4 separate regions of the Mus musculus genome follow, and regions 2, 3 and 4 are each linked to region 1. Evidence: chromatin contacts called from public HiChIP or PLAC-seq data. All regions are on one chromosome and are shown on one strand. Each heading gives the region's core, a stretch centred on a gene start, on an enhancer-like site or on the middle of the called end of the contact. The rest is flanking DNA. Distances are from core to core; before and after follow the strand shown.

The links. HiChIP or PLAC-seq counts read pairs in DNA pulled down with a chosen protein or histone mark.
Region 2: a contact with region 1 is called in a FOXA1 HiChIP or PLAC-seq map of pancreatic cancer cells. The contact joins two enhancer-like sites. A contact is called at or near these places in 1 of 484 Hi-C or Micro-C datasets (bone marrow-derived macrophages), 3 of 115 datasets of contacts at active chromatin or transcription factors (astrocytes, large pre-B cells and pancreatic cancer cells) and 1 of 9 other capture datasets (embryonic stem cells).
Region 3: a FOXA1 HiChIP or PLAC-seq map of pancreatic cancer cells shows a contact between it and region 1. The contact joins two enhancer-like sites. A contact is called at or near these places in 1 of 484 Hi-C or Micro-C datasets (bone marrow-derived macrophages), 2 of 115 datasets of contacts at active chromatin or transcription factors (embryonic basal ganglia and pancreatic cancer cells) and 1 of 9 other capture datasets (embryonic stem cells).
Region 4: a FOXA1 HiChIP or PLAC-seq map of pancreatic cancer cells shows a contact between it and region 1. The contact joins two enhancer-like sites. A contact is called at or near these places in 10 of 484 Hi-C or Micro-C datasets (DN3 thymocytes, bone marrow-derived DN3 thymocytes, bone marrow-derived macrophages and 7 more) and 2 of 115 datasets of contacts at active chromatin or transcription factors (extraembryonic endoderm stem cells and pancreatic cancer cells).

What each region holds. Positions count from the first base shown.
Region 1 is chr9:60,896,657-60,902,171 of GRCm38.p6, reverse strand. No RefSeq gene overlaps it. Among named protein-coding and RNA genes, the nearest start is that of Gm33643, 31 kb to the right of the region's middle. Within about 2 kb of position 1,476, at least 38 of the 459 cell types and tissues checked have an H3K27ac peak or open chromatin away from gene starts, as enhancers often do. A contact at or near this core is called in pancreatic cancer cells, where this site is marked.
Region 2 is chr9:61,486,861-61,492,256 of GRCm38.p6, reverse strand. No RefSeq gene overlaps it. Among named protein-coding and RNA genes, the nearest start is that of Gm34424, 20 kb to the left of the region's middle. Within about 2 kb of position 2,101, at least 16 of the 459 cell types and tissues checked have an H3K27ac peak or open chromatin away from gene starts, as enhancers often do. A contact at or near this core is called in pancreatic cancer cells, where this site is marked.
Region 3 is chr9:61,637,833-61,642,687 of GRCm38.p6, reverse strand. No RefSeq gene overlaps it. Among named protein-coding and RNA genes, the nearest start is that of Gm34770, 21 kb to the left of the region's middle. Within about 2 kb of position 3,582, at least 18 of the 459 cell types and tissues checked have an H3K27ac peak or open chromatin away from gene starts, as enhancers often do. A contact at or near this core is called in pancreatic cancer cells, where this site is marked.
Region 4 is chr9:61,806,145-61,811,223 of GRCm38.p6, reverse strand. All of the region lies in intron 3 of Gm34828 (a long non-coding RNA gene), which reads left to right. Among named protein-coding and RNA genes, the nearest start is that of Gm34828, 14 kb to the left of the region's middle. Within about 2 kb of position 2,478, at least 47 of the 459 cell types and tissues checked have an H3K27ac peak or open chromatin away from gene starts, as enhancers often do. A contact at or near this core is called in pancreatic cancer cells, where this site is marked.

The DNA of each region.
Region 1 (5,515 bases), core at 227-2,726:
TACCCACAAAATATTGGGGTTTCAAATGTCACTGTATGCTGTGTTAGCTACAACTGTGTGGGTCATAATTCACAAGTCTGGAGGCGGGAAGGGGGTGACTCAGTCTGTAAAGTAATTACAGTACAAGCATGGGACCTGAGTATGGACCCAAGGACTTCAGACACGGTGGCATATGTCTGTAACCCCAAGCACACTATGGTAAGAAGCGGGGCGGGGACAGGGGGAGACAAAGCTTGCTGATCAGCCAGATGAATTGGTGATATCCAAAGAGGTCATTTCTCAAAAATAGAAGCTGGGAAGCACCTAAGGCATACACCCACCTACAGATAAATAATAAATAAACAAAATAAATAATTAAACAAACAAACATTAGGATGGCTCGGCAGGACTATCTAGCTGAGAAGGCCTCAGATGGTACTGGCTACTGGCTGCGCGCCTCAGTTCCCCCACACAGCTCTTGAGTGAGACAGTTGGAAGGGGTTTGTTTACATCCCAGAGGAAGGGTGTTCAGGGAGCATAAGGGAAGCTGAAATACACTAAGAGTAAGACTCAAAAGCCAGTATGATACACTGCCTTGGTCAAAGCAAGTCAGGAAGACACAGTGGCTTCCAGAGGTGAGCGGTGCAGACACGCCTTCCATCAGAGGCTGGGAAGGGCTGTAGGCACAGCAAAGGGGAAAGAGCGGGGATGGGCAACAGTGAAGTAAGAGCCTCAGCTATAATTTAGTGAGTGGGATGCCTGTTGAATACTGTTGGAAAGCCACCTGTGGAGTGAGTTTCAGGGACAGGAGACAGGAGTTAGAAGAGAGTGAGGCAGAGATGCAGTCAGATCCAAAGGCAGACCCACCAGGAGCACAGGCACTTAAAAGCCCTTCAGGGCTATCCTGGAATACAAGCAGCTTACAATACATTATGTAGACCAGGCCATTCCCACTACAGTCCTCTGTTATCTACTGTGAACACCCAAGACTGTGCATCGAGTCTAACCCAGGCAGCCAGGAGTTAATGCTTCTGGAAGCTTCTCACTGCCATTCAGAGTTGGAGAATTGGGTAATCGCTTCCTTTCCCTTTGCTGGGGGACACTGAAGTGTGCTCTAGGGGATCTCCCTGAGATTCCCCAGTGGGTTAAGCTTTGGTTGCTCCCAGCAGCAGCCTGCAGGATAACACACACACACTGTGTCAGGCAGGTTCTTTTATTTTGTGCCTCAGTTCACTACCTACTGTAATTGTAAGATCAGTTCTCAAAAACTCCTTTGCATCTGTGTGTATATGTCCATATTCACGTGGGGCAGGGGGAGGGAGGAGAGAGAGAAAACAACCTCAGGCATCATTCCTCAGGACTGATACTCTGTCGTTTTTGAAACAGGGTCTCTCACTGGTCTGGTTGGACAGTGAGCCCCCAGAGTCCCTTATCTCCACTTCTGGTGTGCAATGTTATATCTGGCTTACAAAGGCTCTGCGGCTGAAACTCTGGTCCCCGTGTTTACAGAGAGAGCACTGTGTATCCATTGAGTCACCTCTCCTTTAACACTCCTACTCTTTCCCAACCCTTATCGTGCCCACATTCTTTTCTTGGCATCTATGTCTGGTGAGACTCAAACAAAGACAGTGTGAGAGTCATGAAAGTAGATTCTAGAAACCCAGAGACACAGGGCAGACCAGTGGACAGGAATATCTTCCGAACCAAACTCACTTTCAGGAGTAAAGCTGTGTCCACTTGCAAAAGCGTGCATCACATCTGGGCTTGTATCACATCTGGGCTTGCCAATGGTTGGCCATCCCTTGTAGGAGGAGGGGCAGAGAGGACACAGCCCTTTCTCTAACCAGTTATGCACAATTCTGTCCTGATTGCACATGACCTCAGGAAAAGGCAAGAAGTCTACAGGCTGGGAGGGACTAGGGACAGGCTCAATCTGCATCTCCGTGTAGGAGTTACCATGCCTGCTGGGTGCAGACTTTCCAGTGTGGCAGCTTTAAGGCCACTCGTGCTGCCCATAACCCTTTATTTACTGATCTGTTAGTAATCCTAATAAACTTGTTGGTTTCTCAGAGTGAACTTGGGCTGAGTCATACCTATTTGTTATTAGGGCCTTTTGAAGAGGGGATGTACATAGGATGTGTTGCCTAGTCCTCCCAACCCCCACAAGGAAATCCTCATAACAAATAGCCATGTAATTCCCCCAGGCTGGGGAGCCAGACAGACTGTGTTTGAATCTGCCTCACTAGTATGCAAATATTTAATGCTAACATTACTGCTATTTATAGACTCAAGAAAGAGGCTCAGGAGAAGCAGAGCTGGGAACTCTAGAAAAGGAAGATAGTTCCAGAAGGATGGGGGATGTCTTCCAATTATGAGAAGACAGAAATAAGTCATTTTACAGAAGCAATTGCAGAGATCCTGTGTTTTCCCATGATGCTTCAGGGGAGTCAAGGTTTTTGTTTTGTTTTTAAAGGACAGAGGGCAAGAGATCCAGCCAAAAGAGATAGAGAACCAAGTTCCCCACCCTCAGCCTGTAAGGTGAGTGATGGAGTGGCCAAATCCCAGAATGTGCTGTGGCTTGTAAATTCCCGAGGACAATAGAAAGGGCTTTGTTAGGATGTGTTCCAACACAGCCAAGAATGAGGGAAGAGCGTGCCAGTGCTGAGGCAGAGAGAGCCGAGCATCTGTCTGACCTCTGTCTTCTTCCTCAGGTGAATTGGCTGAGAACACAAAAGGTGAAGACAGGCAGAGTCAAGAAGAAATCAACACTAGATTAAGGGGCCTAACAGGCTTCCTGGCTGAACAAGGTCACCAGCCAGAAACAGCAGCAGCCAGCAAGGCCTTGGCTCCTAAGCTGACAAGCTCTCCGTAACAAGGAACCTCTTCAGGGCTCTGTTCTCAGTCCCAGCTGTTTTTTCTGAACAACTGAATGAAGATCAGCACAGAACTCAGTACAGAAAGGGCCTGACACCGGCTATTGTCAACATGGGACAATGTTACACCCGATCTCCCTCCCTCCCTAATCCGTGCCTTGCCAAAAGCCTTTGGGCAATGCCTGGAGACCACTTTGGGCTACAACAGATGTGTAGGGGGGACTGTTGGTGTCCAGCAGATAGAAACTGGGTGTGCTGCATTACTTCCCACTGTGCTAAGTGAAGATCCCCACAGGAAAAACTGACTTAGCCCAGCATGTCAGTACCGATGACACTCAAGAATCCTTAGTCTAAACAAATGATTGTAGAATGAATGAATGAATGAATGAATGAATGAATGTGACTCAGCACTGTTGTGAGCCTAGGAATGCAGATGGGCAAAATGGTCTCTCCCTTAAGAGCTCCCACTCTAGAACAGGATAGAAGTCCAGCTAGGACATGAGGTGGAGCTAAAGGGTAAGTGGGGGTGTGGCATGTTCTTGGCAGGTTGTGAACACCACATGTAACTCGGTGTGCTTAGACTGCAGCTGGAAAGAGAGAGCAACTGAGGCAGGCTGAGGACGGGCTGAGTGCTAGCTACAGTAAGACCCTAGGTGCTGTCCTCCAGGCATACGGCTCAGGAAAGCTACTGAGCATGGTAACATGGTCAGATCTTGTTCACAGTAAATATACTTAGTAGCTCTGGTTGAAAAATTCTTCCCTCCAGCCAAGAATTAGCACAGTAATCTCATCCATAAATCTACCAGGATGACCTCATGCACCAAACAGTAGAATATGCTGGAACCTTGGAGAATACCCTGGAACACTCTGCCCATGGAGATGTGTCAGATTATTTTCTAAGTACAATTCAGTAATTTTTAATAAATCTGCAGAATTGTGCAATGATCGCTATAATCCAGTTTTAGAATATTTCTGTCACCCCAATTACTCCCCTGTGTGCATTTATACTCAATCACCACTCCTAACCCCAGCCCGAGGCAGTTACCAATCTGCTGTCTATCTCGTCGTAGCTGCCATTTCAAGACAATTCAGATGAATGGAACCATGCAACCCCTGCTTTTGCGCCTGCAGCTTCTCTCACTTAGCGTGAATCAGTAGTTCGTCCCTCTTTATCGCCGAGTGATACCTCAGTCCCATACCTATGTAAAAGTCTATGCTGGTTATAGAATGAAGGATGGAGCAGGGGAGGGGGGGGGAGAGGGAGAGGGAGAGGGAGAGGGAGAGGGAGAGACCAGTCAGGAGACTCTGTAGCCTGAATAAAGAATGGCAGAGAACCAAGTAAGAGGGAAAGGGTTGGAATCAACTGGGTCTGGGGGCGGGTACAGTAGGGCAACCTGGGGGGCATGCCCATGGGACAGGTCTGTCTGGGCAGAGAGAGAAGACTATGATGGGGCTAGATCCCCACAGGACTAAGAAAGCAGATGTAAGCTGATTGTAACTGTGGAGACATTCAGACCTGCATGACAAGACCTGGTGGTCAACAGTCCCAAGCATGCCTGGACACTTGGTGGTCTGCTGGAAATCTGGCTTCTAGGGCTCTGGGAGGAAGATAATAGTAGTACATTTGTTGAATGTAAAAGTGACACAAAATTGTGAGGAACAGCAGGTCGCCGGTAACAAAATTCTAATCAGTCTCAGCAGGGTCAAATGGTGGGCCATGGCTAGATCATGCTGGTAAGAACCAATGACCAGTGTTGTTCTGGTTGTTTCAGGGTGTGGTGTCTACAAAGTCACAGGGAAAACCATCGGATACTGCTCATGCCGCTGTTCTGGGTCATGAGAGTCAGGATCCTCTCAATTTCTTGTAGAATGGTGGGCTTCTTAAGTCCAGGAGGAGGAGCCGTCCCTACCAGGACAGTGCACGGCCGGGGCTTGTTAAGTCCACTCCTCTAGGGACTATCTCTACCAGGCAAGCCAAACAGACCAGCCAGTCTCTGTCAGGCCCCCCACAGGATCCTGCAATGAGAGGACTCTATGTTTCCTTGTGCAAACTGTGTTAGTTCATTTTGTGCTGCTGCAACAGAATGGCTAAGTCTGGGTTACTTATAAGTTAATGAAAATTTCTAAGCTTGTGATCTGAGGGCTGAAGTCTTCAAACAGCATGCTGTTGGCACCCTGCTGAGGGCTTTCTGGCTGTGTCCCAGCAAGGTAGAGAAACAGAAAGAGAACTGGCCATACGTAGAAGAGGTCACATGCAAAGGCAGGAAGATTAGGGACCAGCGTGCCTCTTTTTCTATAACTGTTTTCTGGTAGAACAAAGAAGGGTACCAAGAGAACTATGTTAATCTCTTCAAAGGTGATGGCCTTCGGGCAACAACATAATTATCTAATTATCACTCACTAAGGTTCATCACTTGAAGGCGCACCACCTCCGCAAACTGCCTCACCTGAGACCCACCTTCCAGCACTTAAAGCACAGCCCTGGTCTGTAGTTTGTGGTCCTCCAGGATTAACCGTGGTTTAACCTTTCCTGTGTCCTGGGCAGAAGCTTATCCCACTCTGATACCTGACAGGTAGTAGAATGAAGAGAATCCAATAGGGCGCTCATCTTTCTGTCCATCAAGGCCAGCAGGGTACCAGCTCATGGTCAGTGTCGGAGAAAC
Region 2 (5,396 bases), core at 852-3,351, 590 kb before region 1:
CATAGGATAACCTGGGCTGTTAGTCCACTGTCTTCTACCTCATTTAAGAGGCTTCATGTTTACCGGCTTCACACAGCAGACTAGCTGGTGTGTGACCTTCGGGGGACTCCACTGCCTCAGACACCCATCTAGCCACAAGAGTACTGAGATGACACTCATGCTGACAAGTCTGGCTTTCTGTGAGCACTGGGATCTGGACTCAGACCTCCCCACTTGCATGGCAAATACTTGCTCCACTGACCCATCTCCCTGGGTGGCATCAGTCAAATGTAAGAACGTAATCTCTGGCCTCACGGCTCCATGGACTTGCTTTCCGACTCTAACGTGACTTTATGGCCTGTGTTATTTTCAGCTTTGCCTGTGATCCGGGATCAGCTCCATCCACCAAGTTACCCAAGTCCTTACACAGAACACTCTCCACTAAGAACCTCTGAAGCACCTGCCCCCAGCAAGGAGGCGCTGGCCAGTGCAGGGGTGGGGGCGTCTCTCAATGTCCTAATGCCTCCAATGGATTAAGTGTTCACTTTTATCTGGGCTATTTTTTTCCATGAATATAAGCCATTTTGCATTTTGGAGCCCTTCTGCAAACAGAGCAGTTTGTCTTTGTGTTTTCTCATTTAAAAACAAATATTTGCCTGCCAAGCAAATACTGTCTCTTAGGATGTGCTATTAATAGGATAATTAGGCAGCCGGTAATGAAAAGGATTGCTGGTAATTATGGCAAGATTTGTTTTGGCATTTGAAGGCAGCGATAGAGGCTGGAGTGCTAAAATCTACCTTAGAGTTAATTAGCACAATTAGAACACACCTGAAAAAATAGCCCAGCTAACAACACTTGCTTTGCTTTTAAAGTGACAGTGCCTGGCACTCCCTGAGCTGCCTGGGCAGTGCCCCGCCCCCAGGCGTTACTAAGGTGACTGAATGGTACACAAGATAGAACCTGCTTATCTTCTGTCTCCGAGGCACTCCTCTATGGCCAAATGTTTTCTCCTCCAGGGCTGCCCATCACCCCCTCTCTGGTCTGCTCTCCTTAGGGGCTCCTAGCTCTGCCAATGAGCTATGATGGCATTCTTTCTCCCATCTTTCAGATAAGAAAACTGGGGGTCAGAGATGCCTACAGCGTCCAAGGTCACAGACGAAATCAGAGGTCATATGTAGGGTAAGGGGTCTCAAATAAGGTCAGCGGTGACAGCCTGAATCTAAGAAATGCCAGGGGACAAATAACTCAAAGGAAAACCAAAAAGCAATATTCTTGTTCCTGCTGGGGGTGCTCATGAATGAAGTAGGGTCCTTCTAACCTGCAACCTTGGTCAGTGACACCAGTAACATGACGAGCCTGAAACATAGAAAAATCCTTTAGCTCAGGAAAAAATTTCAGCTGGGAGTGTAGCTCAGTGGAGAGTGCTTGCCTGGCGTGTACAGGCCCTGGGTTTGATTCCCAGTATCGCCAGGAGAAGGGATTCTCTCTAGTCGGTTTTTCTGTCTTCTCTTCCTCACCCCCTTTCCACCTCTGCAGCCAGGTAGACATGGGTAGACCAGGGCACACATCCAATGCGTGTGAGTTTGCATGCACATGAATTTGAATAGGTTCACGTGTGTATACGTACCCACTGTCAGGAGGAGCTTTAAGGAAAAGAGAAGTGAGCATGTTGGTACTTACTTGCAGTCCCAGCACTCTGGGAGGTTAGACTAGCTGAGGCCAGACTGGCCTGTGGATAGGAGGCTGGAGGAGGGGGAGGAGGAGAAGAAAGCTGAGATGAGGAGGAAGAGGAGAACAGCTCTCTTCATCTGAAGAGAGCTTGGCAATTTGCAGACGAGTTATTCAGTCTTTTTAAAGTCTTCATGCACTCACACCTCAAAACTTCCCTCCACCTCCACAGCTTGTCCTTGTAAGTCCACCATGAGACAGCGAGACAGTGCCCAGCCTGGCCCGTCACACTCATAACTATCCCTGTGGCGGACTCTTTCCACTAACCCTTGGGCACCCAGTCAACCCTCCAGCTCTCCTTAGCCAGACCTGTGGGGTGGGAAGGAGCTCTGGAGAGCCCTGGGAGAGCACACCTCACATCCCGACTCTGAACACAAGGTCAATAAATACTGAGTCACTAAATCCTGGAAGAGACCCAGGGAGGCAGAGCAAACATGAGATTTCAAGCTCTGTCCTGCACTGTGTCTACAACAATTCTCCCCCCCGCCAGCTGTAAACAATAAGGGGATCCATTTTTACCACACTATCACACTTTCAAACGTGATGTCTAACTCTTAGAGCAACATCATGAGGTATTTTCTCATCATCTTCCCAAGACTGCAGACACTGGGGCTCAGAGAGTCTGGATAACATGTCCTTGGCCACACAGCCAAGATTAAATTCAACCTGACTGGATCCAAACCCAGTCTCATTCGTTGATCATGAACTTAAGGATTTGGGGTCGCAACACATGGGCTTCCCAGTAATTATCAAACTTCTCTACCAACACGCCATGGCTACTGGGCATTAGAAAGGACAGGAAGAGAAACTGCATTTTGTAAACTGAACTCAAAGAAGTAAACCTCTCACATTAAAAAATGAAATCTGTGTCCCAGGCAGTAGCTGGATTTGCACTGATTAATTAGAAAATTGCATTTATATAACCCCTTAATCTGTATTTATGTGTTGCTAAGGAAGCAGCGAGCTGGGCAGGGAATTACACTCAGATTAGCCTTGATCTGTAAGCAGCCTGGATGGGAGCTGCTTTCTACCCAGAACAGAGAGAATCAAAGGATTTAGGGCAAGGATCCCTGGCGAGGACCCCTTCCTTCCTGCTGCCTTGGACCTAAGTCTCCGGGGCCTCTAAGTACCGCCCAACAGCCTGAACACCACGGGCCCAAAGGAGAGCGGATGCTCATAGAGCTCACGGATGCTCACAGAGCTCCTTTCCAGCTGAGTGCCGCCTCTGGTTTCCTAAACAAAATTGGTTTTATTCTTCTCAACATGTGCTCGGCAAGATTAAAGTTCTATCAACAGCGAGGCTTAGCATGGGCTTTTTTTGGAAGTGGCTCATGCCCCCACAAGAGGGAGGGGATAGCTGGAGGGGGGCAGGGCCTGAAATCCTGCTTATTGAATCCAAAAAGAGGATCTCTTAATGGATAAAGGGTATTGAAGTGGGGTCCTTGATGCTTTCTGGCATTCCAGGGGGAGGGTTTTGGATCACAATAAATCATTGTAAGGTATTTCTATTGTAATGGTAGTTTGTATGTGTGAGAGAGAAGGAGACAGAGACAAACACACACATGCACGTGCAGAAAGAAAGAGAGAGAGAGAGAGAGAGAGAGAGAGAGAGAGAGAGAGAGAGAGAGAGAGAAAGAGAGAACAGCCCTAGGGAGCCTTCTGCCTCTGCCTCCCCAACACTGGGATTCCAGCTACACAACATAGCATTTTATGTGGGTGCTAGGGATTTGAACACAGGTCCTCATTTTTGTGTTCCAAGCACTTTAACAACTGAGCCGTTTACTGTCTTCTTTATTTTATTTCCTCCTCCTCCTCTTCTTCCTCAACTTGCTCTATCAGCAGATGAGAATCAGTGGAAAGAGAGGTAGCAGGGCCAGTCAGTTCCATCCTTCAGCCTGAGAGGCAGTCTAACTCTGTGGACTAAGGAATAACATGAGCCCTGGCTACCAAGGGGCCAGGTTGTCCAGCCTGGACTCCTAGGTGTCTCTGGGGAAGAAGAAAGTGCCAATAGAAGTTGGCTCCAGGGTAAGGAGCCTCCAAGTGGATTGTCCCTGTTGCCGGGAAGTTGAATTGCAGCGCCAGGCTTGGTTTCGGGTATGTACCTTGACTGGTCCATTACCCACCAGATGCTAACACATGTCTCTTCTGCTGAAGGGAGTTGGCTGACAAGAGAGAAGGGAATATAGAGCCCTTCTTTTAAGGACGTGTCCATCGACACCCTGACCAATGAAAACTGTTACCTGAACTCTTCATCTCCTCAGGAGAGTGTCTCACGGCTTTCCAGTGTAAGTTCTCCAGTCAGCCTGGTGGTAGAAACCCACCCTTCCTGCATTGTTCAGGAGCCCTACAGCCTCACCATGTTTCATCCCATTTCCCCGTCTTCAGTGCGGGGACGATGATGACAGCAATGTGCATCACAGAGCCGACTTGAGAACAGAATGGGCCAGCGTGTGCCAACATGGTAGCAGAGCACCTGGGAGGGGTGACTCCTCCATCCCCTGAAGCCTGTGAGCTCACTCCCTGACTGCTAGCCACAAGCCACCCACCCAGTGTGACTCATTGTGCCTACGGGTGCATACCTTCGATAGCTCCTGGCTTGCACCTCTTGCGGGTGCTTGGCTGTGTTCGTAGACCCACGCCAGGCATTCCGAAAGGAGGTGTGGGCCCATGAGCCACTCCTCCCTTCGACACTGAGTTCTTCCTGCTCAGCTCTGTCTCAGCTGACTATCAGTGATGGCTGCCCCATCACACTCACACACCCACCCCTTCTGGGATATTTGCAGGGAAAAAAAATCAAATTTTCTCTTTTCAGGGTCCTTTGGCACCCCTCCAAATTGTAAATGTCCATAGGATATCCAAGAAGCAAAGAGAATTTCTTTGGCAAGTGTGAGCAGGTTAGATTTTGTTTTGAGAGAGTCCAGGGTGCCAAGCTCCATCTGGTTCACCTGCCCTCCCTAAAATCAGGACATGGGGTTCAGCCATCCATTCATTTGCAGAACATTGGTCCCCAAAAGTTATTGAATGGGAGAGGTCTGGATGAAAACCATTAGGGAATACGGTTGTTGCTCCTGGATTGCTGGTGAGTGACATTCACCCGTGTGTGAGAGGTCTTGAGAAGTCCTTCAGCAACGCGATGAGGCTCACCAGGAGTTCTATTGAAGTAGCCTTCTTGCCATGTGACCCTCATTCTGGCCCCTAGCCAAGCTGGAAGTGAGCCACTGATGGCCCTGTTTCCAACACAGGCCTTCTTTCCAGGCAACGCTAAGAAACACACCCGGCACCCATCCTAGCAAACAGGCTTCTAGTCTTCCTTTGTTGGCCAGAGGGAGAAAGAGGCCATGGTCCCCTGATGTGTGCAGCTGCGACAGAGGTGAGATGTGGTTCTGGGGGCAGATCTGGGAAGCCCAGTATGAATCACTTGCTAAAATAAATAAATCAGAGGTGACCCTGCAAAGCAGGTTGTATTGCATTATTTGCACAAGGCTGCCGGACATCTGGACCTTCTGGGGAGACCCCATCCCCCCCCCCCCCGTCTCCATAATTTAAGATAATCCTGTGGGGCTGAGGATCATAAGAATAATCCTCACATCTGTGTGGGCTTTTCAGCTTTTGAAAGCTCATTCATGGAATTATCTCATTAGTCCTGCTCAATGCCTAGGGCAGGGACTCAGAGACAATCGTTGCCATT
Region 3 (4,855 bases), core at 2,333-4,832, 740 kb before region 1:
CCTCCCTCCCTCCCTCCCTCCCTCCCTCCCTCCCTCCTTCCCTCCCTTCTTCCCTTCTTTCACCCCTCCCCTCTCTTTCTTTGAGACAGAGTTTCATAGAGACCAGGCTGGCCTTGAACCAGGAATAACATGTCACTTGTAATCCCAGTGCCCCTTATTGGGAGATAGGAGGGGAGACAGCTGAATCAATGGAAGCTCATAGTTTAACTAACTTGACTGAGATGTCAGCCAAGAGACCCTGTCTCAAACAAGGTGGGAAGAGGACTGACCTGAAGGCTCTGTGGCACTTGTGCACTCAAAACCATACACAGGGGGGCATGCACATACTATTATGCTCACACGTCATGCCCAGACACACAACACACGTGGATGTGGGGCCCGCTTTCAGGGGTTGTGTGGTGATTTAAATAAGAGGGGCCCCACGGGTGCATATATTTGAATGCTTGATCATCAGGGAGTGTCGAGAATTAGGCAATGTGGCCTTGCTAGAGGAGGTATGTCCCTGGGGGTAGGCTTTGGGGTTTCAAAAGCTCAAGCCAGGGCCAGTGTCTCTCTCTTCCTGCTGCCTGTGGACCCTGATATAAAAATTTCAGCTTCTCCTCCAGCACCATGTCTGCCTGCCTTCTGCCAGGCTTCATGCTTTGATGATTATGGACTGAACCTCTGAAACTGTAAGCCAGCCCCAATTAAATGCTTTCTTTTATAAGAGCTGCCATGGTCATGATATTTCTTCACAGCAATAGAACACTGACTGAGACAGATGTACAGTTGTGTGAGGGAGCCCCACTCTCAGGGGTCTCCCCAGAATACCCAAATGAGGATGGCAGAGTCAGCGGTGTCTAAGGGTAGAGCCCAGCCCAAATGCTACAGAAAGATTAGAGGCAGCAGAGGGCTTCCCAAACAGAAACCGGATGCAGAACACTCTCTGAAAGGGCCTGGCAGTAGACAGGCTTTTGGTGGCCAGAAGGAAACTATTTTCCACCCCTAAGACTTCTATTGGGACAGAAGATAAAGGGGTGGGGAGCAAGGCTGGGGTCTCCATTTCACATCCGTCTACCTTCCCCACTGTGTAGACAGAAGGAAATGCATGAAGGGTGTGCCTCCTTGCTTGCAATGCCCCTGCCTTGGTGTCACAGCTGAGTGACCCACAGAGGCTTCCTCAGGTGTCTGTGAATGTTCGTGTTCCATCCACCAGAAGAAGCAGAGGCCTTGATGGACAGGCAGCCTGCTCCTCTCCACGGCCCCAGCAGGCTTGGTTTAATTTCCTGTATGTGTGTTTCTAATCTACTCCTGAGAGAGGTCTACTGACTATTCTTTCTGGAATGATGCTTCCATTTGGAAAAAGATAGGAATGTCGTCCTTTCTCTCCATGCATGGCTTTTATAAAGGGCAGCGTGGCAGAGCGACTATAGAGACTGGCGAGCAGTATCCAGTCCAAGCCAGCATGGCCGATTCAGGTTGCACAAGAGTCATGACCCTGGGATGGCACATGATCTCAGGACATCATCTGTTGAGTCCCATCTCCTGCAAAGGGCAACCAAGTTCCTAGATCTTTCTTCTTTCCGTAGCCTTCCTGCCCCTCAAATATCCGTCTGTTTCAGGAAGTATCCAGAGGACGATCCAGCCTTTCCCTGAGTGCTAGCTTGGGAGAAGGTCCAAGGGACAGGTTCAAGGAGTCCTTGGCTACAGGGCTGGCTTCCTTCTGAAATTCTTCTCCCCCTTGAGAATGTCCCCAATAAAACCAGGCTGATATTGGAGCATGAATATTAAGTAACACTTAGCTCATGGGTGGAAACCAGACAGCATGTAACACTGTTGGTTCTGTGTGGGAAGTCTGGGTTTTGGATAATCTATTTGGAGGATTTCTTTTGGGTGGGGATATGGACTCCACCTCTGAGAGAGGGAGGTGAGGTTGGCCAGCTGGGCTGGGAGGGGGTGATCATGACCACAGCACCCAGCAAATCGAGAGAACAGACACAGGAATCAGAATCCAGAAATTGCTTTAAAGGGGCAGCCACAGGCCAAGCTGGGTTAGAAGCCCAGCATAAGCACTAGAAAGCCAGACATGTCCTACGTCCAAGCTTTCCCTTCCTCAGAGGAGGAAGGAAGCCTAGAAGGAGGTTAGGAAGGAAGGCTGGTTCTTAGTCTACTGGGGCTGCAGTAAAAAAAAAAATCACAAGTAGGGTAACTGGTAAACAACAGAAGTCTAGTTCTCATGGTGCTGGAGGCGAAGGTTGACTTGGTGTCTTAGCAGACCTTTACACCTGGTAGAACCTCCCTGCTGTGTCCCCAAGTGGAGGATTGTAAGGCACTAATTGCCTTCTTGAGGCTCCACCCACATGACATAGTCACCTCCCAAAGGCCCAACCTCTTGAGACATCATGACATTAGGGTTTAGAATTTCAACATTCAGACACGTAAGAAGGGAGGGGGGAAGAAGCAGAGGAAAAGGGAGGAAGGCACATGAATCTTCAACAGAGGTCTCTTTAGAGTTATGTCACTGGCGTGGAGAGATAGCTCGTGCGCTAGCCTCAGGAGCTTGATGTCCTAAATCCAGTGTCACAGTAGAGAGAACCAACTTCCCAAAGACGTCCTCTGACCTCCATCCGTGAGCCGTGACAGAAGCATGCCACAGACACACAATAATAACAATGATAAGTTCAAGCTGCATCATGAACTCCTACAGTGGTGTGTGGTGTGTGTTTACATCTGTGCTCAGCCATTGCTCATACATTCTCCATCCACTATAAATATTCATGTTAAATATCCTCGAAAACTTCACAAGTGGCCTCTACCTACTTGGCTTTCAGTTCACCATCTGTTGAGTGTATGTGTGTCTGTGTATGTGTCTGTCTCTGTGTGTGTGTGTGTGTGTGTGTGTGTGTGTGTGTGTGTGTGTGTGTGTGTGTGCTGGGGGGGGGAGGGGTCAGAAACACAATGTCTCTTTCTCTTGAGCCAGGGTGAAAGAGAAGGAGCGGTGTCTTGGTATTAGAATTGTAGGTCTGCTCCAGCATTGGCTTTCTGCTACTCCAAGGGCTTTCCTTACTCGGCTGTTCAACTTCCTTAACCTCCGTGGGTCTCGTTTTATCTTCCTGATTGAAGGGTCTTCTATCCAGATCCCATAATTTGGTGAAGGGGATCATGTATGCATGGTGATGTAAGATGTATGGGGTTTCTCTTCTTGGATGGCCTAGAATACTTCTTACGGTGGAGGGTAGGAGCCAGGGCACATTCTTGGGAGGTCAACAGGAGCCTCTTTAGTATGCTCTGCTTAGATCTCTGGGCTTATCGATGAACAAAATAGATTATAGACTACATCGGGCAGGAGTAGAGTGTTCACTTCATTTTGCCACTGACAATCCCCATACACAAGTCTTCCAATCTTCTGGACCTCGGTTTCCCCTTCTCTATGATAGTACAATGCCTATCTATGCCAGATACTTTTAGAACGGTGCCAGACATTGCAGAATGCCACAGAGAACGGTGGCTGCCATCACTGTTTGATTAGGCCCCAGTACCGCACTGAATCACATGTAACCAGAAACTCCCAGCTCAAGTAAGAGAAAGAACGCCCAGGTCTTTTGCTTGTTTTAGATCTACTGGTGACTCACGAAAGCACATGACAGTCCCTCGGTGCTGTTTAGAGAACATGGTGAAACTTTAGATGAAGTTTGGCTAAAGGCAGAGTGATTAACTGCTCTCACGCCGGTCCTTCCTTCTCTCCTGGAAAGCCACAGAAATTCAGCCAACGAGATTAAATTATCATTATGCGGCATTGATACCCAACACTGTGCCCATTAAGTGCATTCATTAGCTAGGGAAAGTTTAGCAAATCCCACTTGCTAGCTACTCGAGTCCTAACCCCTCCTTACTTTCCCATCAAAAGGCACCCCCAAGTTTCTATGCACTTATCAAAGACTTCCCAACTTTCTTCCCAAACTATTCCTTACTAGTCTGGAGTTTCTACCCATTGGAGAGACTGCCTTCCGAAGGATATAAATAGGGCCAATTTAGACATCTCTTTTGTCACGGCTCTACCGAGGACTGAAGGACAAAATAAAGAGATTCCTGAGACTTCTTTAAATGTTCCTTCAAGTCTTAGCTCTCTCCTATGTGAGAGCAAATGGATTTCAATTATACCAATCCTGTGAGCAGGAAACACAGAATTGAGGTCTTAAATTCGCCCCATTCACCGGTGATTCGGGTTTGTTTAGGCTGCCAATGAATCTCTGTGCTGGCAGTGTTAGGGCGCCTGGGAGCTTGGTTTGATTTCACATAGAGATGCTTCACCATTCAGGGCAGCATCCCAGGTGTGCAAGGCACAAAGGCCTTGATATCCCTGTGATTTCTCATTGAATTGGGAGTCAATCACACAGCTGTTGAAGTCCCTTCTGCACCACGTTGGCCCTGTTCTGCATGAATTCAGCACGGGGTAGAGCAAGCCCATGGTTGAGCTTCTGGCTGGTCGAGGTAGTCTCTGGAGAAACACCCCACTTACTCTTCTGCCTTGCTCTGGGGTGAAGGAGAAGGCGAAATTTCTCTATGAACTCTGTGGTTTGGCACAGAGGAAAGTGTTTTTGTTCCCTGGTGTGCCCTATCTGCTTCCATTTTCTTATTTCTCTGATGTTTTAGTCTGTATCAGAGCTAATCCTCACGTCAGGTAAGAACTGAGGATCTTCTAGAATATTCTTTCTGCTCAGTGAGCTAAAATATTAGTTTCTGTCACCTCTAGCTAGACTTGCAGCTCTTTGAGATGGGATCATGGGAGACTGCCTTTACCTTCCAAGGAAAATTGGGTAGACCACAGGATGGCTTGAAAGGTGTTGCTCTGCTTAGGACTGAGGCTGCCGAATTA
Region 4 (5,079 bases), core at 1,229-3,728, 910 kb before region 1:
CAAAGGACCTAAAGACCCCCAGATAGGCTGCACTTGTAAGAGATCGGCTCAGGACCCACAAGACCAAGTTCTCAGCACAAAAGAGATTTATTTGCCCCCAGAGAGACAGAAGGCAGGGATAAGGGACAGTAGCCAGGGGATGAGGGAGAAGAGGAAGGGAACAGGGGAAAGAGGACAGGGCTATTTGTCCCAGATTGCCTCTGGGTAGAGAGGAGACAGATGTGACACACAGGCATGTGGTGGTTTATAAAGGTAAAAGGGGAAACCCTGTGTTAGGATGAGGCATTTAATTTTGATTGGGCATGCTAAGTAGGTGAGCCAAAGGGGCTTTTGATTGCTGCATCTCAATACTTTGAGAGCTGGACCTTGGTAAACAGCCATAGAAGGAGGAAGAAGCCAAGTAAGGGAATAGACCATGGTGGCTAGCTTTAGGATTGTAATCTACTGTGATTTTTTTTTTTTTAGCAAGGCAGAGAGAATAAGGGAGAAGGGCAAGGCCTGCCAGAGTCATGTTTGCCAGACTGAGCTGGCCAGAGTCCCTTCAGCATTTCCTGAAGGTTCCACAACCTCTTCACGTATAACCCCAGGAGTAATCCCTTACCACATTGGCTTTGGCAGAATTCTCAAGGCTGAGTCAGAACAGCATCTCTGTTTCATCAGTTATAGCCAAGAATGGGTTGTGGCCAAAGGGACGATGTAGACGAGAGGGTGTTCCTCAGAGAAGAGAGCACTGACGAGGTGGGCATGTTTGCTACAGTGTCAGAAGATAAGGAACCCAGATGGCTTTGCCATTGGATGAAATAGTCACAGGCTCGCAGAAGATGCCCTCTCTGTATTTTTAACAAAAAAGAACTTCCCAAGCTTGGAGTCCAAGTTGTCACAGGGGCCTACGTGACAGCTGATTTGTAGTCCAGGTTGTCACAGGGGCCTACATAACAGCTGATTTGTGAGGCATTTCTCCCTCATTTACCAAGTCTTCAGAGAGAACAGTTAGTAAAATATGCTAATGGCCAATTTTTGCAAATGACCATTTTGGTGCTCCCAGACCATTGGGGCAGGCTGAAGCTAATTTCTAGAATGTCCCCTTGATGATGCTGGCAACCGCTTTAATACTGACCTAGAGTTAGGCCATGGATCCTGTTCCAAAAGTGCTAAGTCTGAATTTGCTTTACTTGTGGGCAATGAAAAGCCACCCTATGTGGGTGCCTTGCCCCTGGATATCCTGTGGCTGTCTAGTCTCAGGAATGGCTGGTTGTGGTGTGGGAAGTTGGGCACAACCTTGTGAGGTAGTCATCTTTAAGCACTTATTAACGCCGCCTTGAGCCTTCATCCCATACTGGCTTCATGAGCTTCTCTGCTCTCCATTGAGATTGGAAGCTATGTATGTGACACTGAATGTGTCCCCCCCACCCCCATCTTTTTTCTGAGACAGGGTCTCATGTGTCCCACATTGGCCTTGAACTCACCATGTAGTCAAAGATGACTCTGAGCTCCTGATTTTCCTGCCTGCATCTCTGGAGTGCCAGGATTACAGACGGTCTCCGTCATATTAGTTTATGTGGTGTTGAGCAAGTAATCTGCCGGCTGAGCCACATTTCCGGCTGATATGCATCCTTCCTCTATATCACCCAGGGCACCCCCAAAGGCTGACGACCACTGTGGCTTTTCCCCGACCACCCCTGCTTTGGGTAGGCCCCCAGAATGATCCTGACACCTATCCCTATACCCAAATATGAATGGAGGTCACCATGGCCCGTCTCCTGGGATGACCATTGAGAACATCTAATGGTGGCATATCATTAGGGCTGCCAAAACCATTCTTTCCAGAGGAGAGAGTTACTCTTAAATATGAACTCATAGCAGCATCAAAGCAAGCCCACAAAAGCCCACAGCGAGGAATTTTTTTTCTAAATCTATGTCATTAAAACATGGTAGGTGCAAGGGCTTGTCTGCAGGCCCCTCCCACTAAGCTACGGTGATTGACGTCCAGTAGGCCTTCATCTGTCATGCTCGGCTGATGAGGGGATTCATCGATTCTCTGCTTAGTCACCCGGGGCCCGTGAGTACCAGTCCCCACAGGCCTTTCCCATAGATGCCAACTACAGGGTTTGGCTAATAGCCCCAGACTTCTTTACCTTCCCTTTTTACTGACCCCACCCCTAAAGGGCAACCTCCCCTAGTAACCTTTCCAGTCGCTGTGACTCCTCTGGAGTGTTGACTGAGCCAGAGAGCATGCTCCCTCTCTCCCCTCTTGTGTTTGCTCAGTGGAGGAGCCAGCCTTAGGTTCCTCTGTCTTTACAGGAGCCTCTCACAGGGAGGGGTTGTGTGTGTGTGTGGGGGGGGGGTTGTTGGGGAGCAAGGGTGGGGGAGGCAGGGTGGCTTCCTGCCCTGCTGTTGGTTATCACAGGCTCTGCTAATGCTGCTCAAACAATATCGAGAAGAACCCAGCTCAATAGCACCAGTGTTAGGCCGCAGAGTCAATATTGGCTAAGCAAACACCAGAAAAGAAGGAGTTGCTATTTGCGTAGCTAGGAGTGCTTGTGTGCTGTGGCTGCCTTGTCAGGGGCCCTTGGAAAGGAAGGAAGGAGGTGGGGTTGTAGGTGGAGGGCCCAGGAGAGAAGGGCTAACAGGGACTCCTACCTAGCGGGTGCCAACAGTCGGCTTCAGGATTCCTTGTGGTACATCTGAGCACATCTAGCAACCTGCCTTCACCCCTCTGCGTTTTCTACCCAGAATGTTAGAGTGGTTGCCAGATGTCCATCGGAGAAGCAGGGAGGGAAAGCCTCCCCCTGCTGAGATCCAACTGGCAGGTTGTTTAGTTAGACTGAGGAACTCAGGGTCAGAGTTGGGAGAAGGTTTCCCTTCCATGTCTCTTGGGCCTCCAGCTCCCCGTTTTTCCTCTGTGTCCACACTGGCAGCCCCCTTGAAAAGAAAACGCAGTGTGCAAGTATTTCTGCAGCCCGAAGGCCATTCAGCAGCTGACCAGCCAGCTGTGGCCACCGCCCGGCCTGGCCTCAAGAAGCGAGGTGGCTGCGTCTCAGCTCATGTCCCATGTTTGTCTCTAGAGAATTTTGGGCTCTCGTGGCTCTGAGTGGTGACCTTCCCAGAACGATGTACCTATTTATAGAAGTCTGTCCTTGGTTTTGCTTCTTCTTCTGGGCCACCAAGGATGGGCCTGGGTGAGCTTGACCCCTGTACGTGGACAAGGCTGGGTTTGTGGGAGGGCATGTGGCAGGTTGGTGGGGGAACAGGCTGTGTCTTGGTTCTTCATGGAACACTGTAGAGTCCCTCTTTGTACTTGATGGGGTGTGTGGTACACAGACTATTTGTAGACTGGGGAAGGCACAAGGCTTGGGCTTCTGGTGCCACAATCACCAGTCCTAGATACCAGATTTGAGCTGGAACACCGGAGACAGTACCCAATGACTTTAGCCATGTCCTAATGTCCTAACCCTCGAGTCTTTGCCACTCAAGGCTCCTGCCACTCCCAGACAGAGGTGAGTTCAGGAATTCAGAGAATGAGGTACCATGCAAGTTTTAGATACTATCCCTCCTCTGGAAGCTGAGTGCTCTGTTGACCCTGGAGCACAAAGGGAGGCCACCCTTGAGCAGTTTTGAGGGTATGTGTGCGTGTATGTGAATGCCTGACCACAAGCTTTGGCTCTGAAACATGGCGTTTTGGCAAGGAGGGAGGGGAAGCTCCTTTGTGCTCACATATGGCAAAGGATGGAGATATGTTCCTGTGTCAGGATTGAAGGCAAGAGGATGTTGGTACAGGGCCATGTTTATGCAGACTGAAGACGGCCCCTCCTCCACCCCACTCAGCCTTCCCCTCACCCCTGGTGATGTGAGGACATCCAAGCAGGTATCTGCCTGTTTGGTTCTCATAGCTGTTAGCCTCTTTCTTGTCCCCAAGCCATTCTTCAGAGCTGCTGCTGATTTCTTCATAGACTTGGTTGGGGCCTGCTTAGCTGAATCGGCCCAAAGATAGAAGTATTTCCTATATGGGTACCCCATTTGTGAGGCCATGTGTGGAAATGGGGTCCTGTCCCCTCCAGAGGTTGATTGTATAAGAAGGGATATCTGGGAAGGCTCGGGACATAGCCCAGCCTAGAGCCTCTCACTGTGGTCTTATCCTGGGCCCTTCACTCCAGGCTCTCTGCAGGTGTCTTTTCCATTCTGGTAGAAGGTAGGTAATGAGACTCATGGTGTCACAGAGTAACCATAGGGACTCAATGGTGACAGGGAGGGCAGCCATGGGCTCCGCACACAGGCCTTAGGACCCAGCCTCATTCTTACTTCCTAGGTATTCTGAACCATGTGTCATGATTACGAAGGAAGGAGAGAATAAGCTCCAATTGAAAGCAATTTGATTTCAAATTCACATCCCGCCACTTTGGGCCATACAGGAGCTTTAGATATCCTACCCTTGGGGTGCTACAAGGATGGGAACAGATAGCATATGTGTGGATCATAGATATATCATGGTCTTGATGCCTGAAGCTTAGTCCTCAACACCCTGTGCCTTCCCTCTGATCTTTCCGAGCCTCACAGGCAGCACAGGTTTCACATCGATCAGATGGTCTCTGTAGGACCACACTTTTCATGCCCCAGTGGGCTCTTCTTTCAGGGAAGGGTGACAGGATGCCAGTGATGAGCACCTGATGGCTAGGCTTTAAATGCCAATTCAGAAGCTGTTCACTACCAGGCCAGCGCCTGAGCCCCTGAACTTGCTCCATCTTTGCAACAGGCCTTATGATGTTTAATTTAGAGGTCACAGAAAGTCTGAATGCGGACACAGTTACAGGTCCCGCTTTAGTGTGGTTTAAAGGCACAGCTAGCTCCAGAAGATTCTGATACACAGCAGGTTGTTGGAGTGAAGATGGCTGCTGGGAAATGTCCCATGATCCTGCCCCACAGTGCGGGCAGCTGAGCAACATGTGGCACTGACAACAATAATGTCTTTCATCCCTCTGGGTCCCCCAAGGCCATTTTGTGCTACAGTTACTAGCAGTATTCTCCACTCCCCCCTGCCTGGTCTCCCACTGGGGCCTGGCTCTGTGCTAAGGCTGTTTGCAT